2 separate regions of the Bombyx mori genome follow, and region 1 is linked to region 2. The links are chromatin contacts, called in public Hi-C maps. All regions are on one chromosome and are shown on one strand. Each heading gives the region's core, a stretch centred on a gene start, on an enhancer-like site or on the middle of the called end of the contact. The rest is flanking DNA. Distances are from core to core; before and after follow the strand shown.

Evidence for each region. Hi-C and Micro-C count contacts between places; a contact is called where the count stands out from the background.
Region 1: a contact with region 2 is called in a Hi-C map of whole pupa, with 1.8 times the contacts expected there. The contact joins the promoter of LOC101744503 here to the enhancer-like site in region 2. A contact is called at or near these places in 3 of 7 Hi-C or Micro-C datasets (all in whole pupa).

Annotation. Positions count from the first base shown.
Region 1 is chr14:9,494,147-9,497,284 of ASM3026992v2, reverse strand. It overlaps LOC101744503, which reads left to right and starts at 1,786. Exons shown (of 17, transcript XM_038015344.2): 1 at 1,786-2,423. The coding sequence starts at 2,231. The region is part of intron 1 of LOC101742537 (RIB43A-like with coiled-coils protein 2); the gene reads right to left.
Region 2 is chr14:9,398,531-9,401,563 of ASM3026992v2, reverse strand. All of the region lies in intron 5 of LOC101744503, which reads left to right. Among protein-coding and RNA genes, the nearest start is that of LOC101742537, 21 kb to the left of the region's middle. Within about 2 kb of position 1,358, at least 1 of the 8 cell types and tissues checked has open chromatin away from gene starts, as enhancers often do.

The sequences.
Region 1 (3,138 bases), core at 537-3,036, 95 kb before region 2:
CGCCTTAACGTGTGGGTGAGCTCACGGGGCTCAAGCCGGAAGTGTTGCTAACACTGGCCCTAGTAAGAGCAGTGCTTCGCAGAATCTACCACCGGATCGGAAAAACGACCCACTGAGAAGATCCGACGAGAAGCTCAGAGGGCTCGGTGTATGGGTAAATTTACTCGTCGAGACTTCGTCGCAAGCGACGGGTTTTGGCGAGGACGGTGACCACAAAGTATTTAAACGCGTGATATTTAAGACATCACATTGAGGAGTGCCATGCTATTTGATTTAAGCAACATTTCACTTAACACGCGACATTTATCATTGTAATTAATGGTGCGTTTTCTTTGTTATTAGCATCAACAGTTCGATGTTTTTAATTGAACTTCAATTAAGCTTACTCCATTCAAATAGCTATTTTTTTTTTGTTATGACATTCTTTCCAAATTTTAAACTTCAAGTTGTTCTCCTGTAAATTTGCAAAAATGTCGCTTATACCAAATAGCCAAATTTCACCCCTCGATTTATTTGTTTACCTTTTTCAATTCCCTCTTCGATTTGGTATTTGGCGTTACATTTAAAGATACACATCAATAATGGATAGTTGTAAAAGTGTCGTTACACGTCCTTACGGATCCATCAGATCCAATAACTCATGCATTAGACGCCTTCAGCTCTAACACTAGGAGCAGTCTTAGAGACCCCGGTAACCGTACTCGTCGAACTCGGCAAAGAGCTCGACGTGCAACCTAACCTAAACACCAGCCCGCTGAGTTTCTCGCCGGATCTTTTCAGCGGGTCGTGATTCCGATCCGGTAGTAGATTCATTCACGAAGCAGTTGCTCTTGAGTTGTTACGTCTTGTTCGGAGGCGCTCGGGCAGCTGTTAGCAAATCCCACCCCTCCTGGCTGAGCCTTTGCTCGCCCACCTGTCCTGGTGAAACTAGAAAGGCCTCCGGGCCACCAGTAATACATAAATCATAAAAAAGCCTTTAAACCAAATAGCCTTTTACCTGTATAATCTAACGTAGGCTTTGTATATTATTGTGATAGCTAGTGAGCACTTTTTATTGCTTAGACGAGTGGACCGGAGCTTGTAGGCATCTATAACGTAAATGCTGCCATCCATCTTGAGACATGAGTTCTAAAGCCTCAGTTTTCTAGTAAAACGGCTGCTTCAGCCTTCAAAACGAAACGTATTGCTTCACGGCACAAATAGGCAGGGTGGTGATACCCACCCGTGCGGACTCACAAGAGGTCACAAGGGGTGAAGCAGTAATGCGTTTCGGTTTGAAGGGTGGGGCAGCCGTTGTAACTATACTGAGACTTTAGAACTTATATCTTAAGGTAGGTGGCGCATTTACATCATAGATGTCTGTGGGCTTCAGTAACCACTTAACACAAGGTTGGCTGTGACCTCGTCCACCCATGTGAGCTATAAAAAAAAAACGACCTGTGCGGACTCACAAGACGTCTTATCACTAATAATTGCGCAAATTATAATTTGGCGGCTTTGATTTTTATTACATGATGTTTTCCCTTTATCATCAAGGTTAATCATGAATATATTATGCATACGTTAAGTACGTATTTCATTAGAAAAATTGGCACCTGCCTATAAGATTCGAACATCGCATTGCATTAAATAAATCTAATAACAACCGTAGTTGTTCCAGTCTAAAGGAAATGCAGTCACATAACAATTTCCATTGAAATCTCAAACAAAAATCGATTCGCCGCAACCACATGCGCATGACAAATTGAATAGAACTAAACATAGATTATACACTTAATATATTCCAGGAACTAAAGAAGTAAATAGGTTAGAACATTTCGCGTTTTAATCGTATACGTTTTTTTTATGTTGGCAACCTGAAAATGCGGGAAGGGCGCCGATGTGCGGTCTTACGGTCACGAACTTCAAGTCACCGGCTCGGCGTCCTGTTTGTATTCAATAATGTACCTACGTATTACTCGCTCTATGCCGCGGAGTGCGGAGCCACGCCGCTCGAACAAGGTTATCTCTCTCGGATTACTTCGTAGTTCAGATTCAGTCGTCGTCATTCGTTCGATTGCCGCGCGATACGTAGCACGTGCCCGTCACAACGTGATAAACGCGATAAACTAACGCACTATTTACGAAGAAACACTCGGTTGGTGAATTAGAAATTCAAAAAAAATAAAAACAAAAAAAAGCGTTCTGTGATTTCAGTGTACTATTTTTATTGCGCTGTGCTATGTGAATTATGACAAGTGTTTTGAAAAAGCCAAGAGGCACAAAAGGCAAATCGGAATCCATGCAAGAAGACTTACCCACAAGATGGGGGTCGATCTCCCGTGAGGAAAAATACGAAGACAAGGAGAAGTTGATCAGAGCCATCGACGACAATGTTATTGGCAAAGGCAATTCGTTTTGTGGGCCCTACGGAAGGAGGAAAGGTAAGATGAAAATTTTAAATATAATTTTAGCTATCTTTTTTTTCAAGGACCTTAATAAATCTGGCATGGCAACACTTTGTTTTCAACTCTAAATTATCTCTGAAAATGATGTTATGCAAAATTATTATGGAAAAAATACGGTTTTGTTTTTATGGATGTTTGAAGTTATAACAACATTAAAAGTTGTGATAACAAAAATGAGTGCAGGTGTCCTTATTCTTTTCACAATAATTTATTAATTTTATTTTGGTGCTGGGGTTTAATTTAGTAAACTTAGTTTTATTGTTACAAATGTATCTGCTTTTTTCGTGTAAAAAAATCTAGATGAAAAACGAACTTTTAAATGAATAAGTATTATACAATAACAATAATCAGTATCAGCAGCGAGAGATCCGACCTCATTACGCGCTCAAAAACAAGTAAGAAGTCCGTTACGTTTAAAAAAAAAAGGAATGTCAAACTCAAAAATGCGCCTGCGATTTTCCCCATTATCACTGTGCACGATTAGAGCTATGTAAGAAAAATAAAACAGACACGAAGCCACATGTTATTTTTGTTATTTAACACACATGCGTATCAACTCGTTAACTGTTCCAAACGATCAAGGTTAACATATTTAAATATTTTCGCAACGCGTTCGGCGGCCATTAATCTATTCTCGTGTGTCAGTGTGTTGATATAAAATGAGCATTTGTGTTTGTCCGGTTAAAAAGCG
Region 2 (3,033 bases), core at 109-2,608:
TTTTATATAAAATAATAAATAACGAGATTGATTCTAGCTATCTTCTTTCCCAAATAAATAAATAAAAAAACTAAGGGCGTATCGCGAGACTTATCTATGGCACTGGGGTGAATCGTCCGATCTTTTCCGATATTTTTTGTGTATTTTGCAAGTGTGCACCAAACGCTAATTTCTGACATGAAAGCATTCATTTTGGTCTGGAGGGCGGAACAGCCATTATATAATCAAATTTCGACCTCAAATTGCGGGGCAGCCGGCAACCACCTGTTTAGTGTACATAAACTTCAAGACTCTATACAAAAATAATTTCTTTCAAACTCTTTTATCTCCTAAGTCCGCTTTAAGGCCCTAATAATAAAATCTTGCATAATTTTCCTCAACGATTTATAGCATCTTAAAAGATTCATAACACTTGGGATATTACGCAGCGGCTTATAAATCAGTTAAATGACACGATTCCTAGAAGATATGGGTTTAGCTCAGATATTTCATGAACTAGTTCACGGCTGTAAAACAATGTGTATCACTTGACATAGTGTCTGTGTGCCAAGTTGACGAAAACAGCGGTGGTCTTATCTGAATCACCGTTTTTTTATGACTTATTTTTCTTGTTATTCAAAGGGAAGTCGCTCGATTAAGCAACGGAATGAATCTAATGGTTTTGATGTAAATTTTATTATGTAAAATGTGATATCACGCCAAAACATCTACTATTAATAGTAAACTATATATACAATGTTTCCCTCAAGCATAGACACAGTCCATTGAGTATCTTGCCGGATGTTCTCAGTGGGTCCGATCCGGTGGTTTCCGTGAAGCACTACTCTTGCTGGGGCTAGTGTTAGCAAATTCTCTCAGGTTGAACCCGTGAGCTCACCTACCGGTCCAGACGTAGCTGAAATAGCCCCTTAGGCTACCAGCGAATAGGTATGGAAACAAAACAACGACAACTCTGGTTAAACTACCACAACTTTGTCTCTAAGTTCGTATTCATCAATATCGGTCCTCACTCGGAATGGTAGGTTATTCGTTTTTTAATGCAATAAAATCTTTCCTTCACGTCTCAAATTTACCTACGGATCTTGGGCCAGGGTATAGCCGGCTCGTGTAAACAAAATATCGAACAAGATCAACATTAACCAAAGATTTCGATTGCTAAAAAACGTTATCCCGCAGATTGTTATGCTCGCAAACTAAAGTAGCGCTACCCAATCTATTTTGGAGCTCGTAAACATTACAGCTTTGTTTGAAACGCGAAATAAAACAACGGAAAAAAAACACGTTCTCACAATTACCGTTCTAGAGCTATGAGAATGTATAGTGAATTTTTGTTATCTGCAACGCGAGATGAACATTGTTTTTGCCTCTAATAATTTCGGTATCGGCTTACATTTCGAGTGGTGCTCTCACGGATCCAATGTTTGGCAAACATCCAATATTTTTATAGGTTGAACTTTAAATTGCGGATTCCGTACTTAATGGTAACTTAGTCTGGAAAGGCTATGGCCTACATTTATAAATTACGTTCAAGAATGAGATCGAGATTATAGACGGAAAACATCTTCAGTCTTCATTTCGTACGTATATAGATCAAATCTTTCAGATTGATCACGCGATATTATTTAAAATTATAAAATTAATATTTAAAATTCCCGTGAAATATCTGAATGGGAAGAAAAATGGGATGGAAATAATAAATGGGAACAATATCTCAATATCTCTAATACGGGCAGTCCGAAAATAATTTACTATAGCAAGTGTCTTGGCCTCTTGAGTGTAACTAAATTCTTATCATATATCATGACTCCGCTAATTTAAAGTTATTAGAATATGGATACCGCATGCTCCCTGTATATTTCTGATATCGCATGAAGTACACGCGAATGTATTCAGTCAATATATCAGTCGTCTAAGATCATACGAACAGTTAAAAGTATTTGAAAATCGATGAAGCACAATAATATCAATAGCCACTTATTTCTGAGGTCTGTCAACAACTCTTGTTCTATATTAGGTCATATAGAACGAGGTCAAGGTCAAACAAATTTTATCTTCTAATGCCGTCTCTCAGGTGCCACAAGCGGTATTAGGGAAGCGCAGTATTTTTGGAACGAAGTTCCTTTTGGGCCGATGTGAGGGGGTACCCTAACCGGCAAAAAAACGTCCGTAACGTAAGATTTTTGTTATTTATGTATAGTCTCAGTATGATGGCTATACAGTGTCTAATGATAGTCTACGTGATGACGGTAATTATTATTATTCATATAAATAGTTGTTTCTTTCTATATTATTATATATTTTTTATTGTGAATAAAATAAAGATGATAACTTTGTAAAGTATATTAGTTTTTTATTTATTTTTATCAATAAAAAAATCATAATAAAAAATGTATAGGTACCCGAATAATTATTTTGCTTTATACCTCGAATAGAACTTAAAATTTATATTTTTATAATAAGGTGTTACGTTCCTATCCGGTGTCTCACGAGACACCACACATCTTTTTTTAACGTAATTATTCATTAGTCACTTCCGTATTATCAGCGAGAGAATCCTTCCATTAGGCTGCGCAAGTCCACACAAAGTTCAAGGTTCATTCTTGTTCTATATTAACCTTAGTGCAGAGAGATCATTCAGGTCACGTATTTACGTCTGACATACAGGAAACGTGTGTGCGACATCCGCGTGTTAGCAGGGACTTAACACTACCTAGTTTTCTGTTCTATAAAACTGGTTTGTCTATCTTTTTATTGTGGTATTATGAACTTGTCGGAATTGGTACTGCTCTGCCTGTATCTACCTTGGAGCAGTTATACGTAATGCTACTTTCAAGTCGTGTTGATCGCTTCAATTAATAATAATAATAATAATAAGCCCATTTTATTTCCAAAAACAAAGAAAGAAAAAAAGAAAACACCTTATCAAATAAAAATTACAAAATTAAATTTAAACTTGTGTTATTGGAACCCCATTCAGGTATAGGCCTCCTCCAGCTTACTTCGCTTCAATTAAATACAAAAAATCGATTAGGA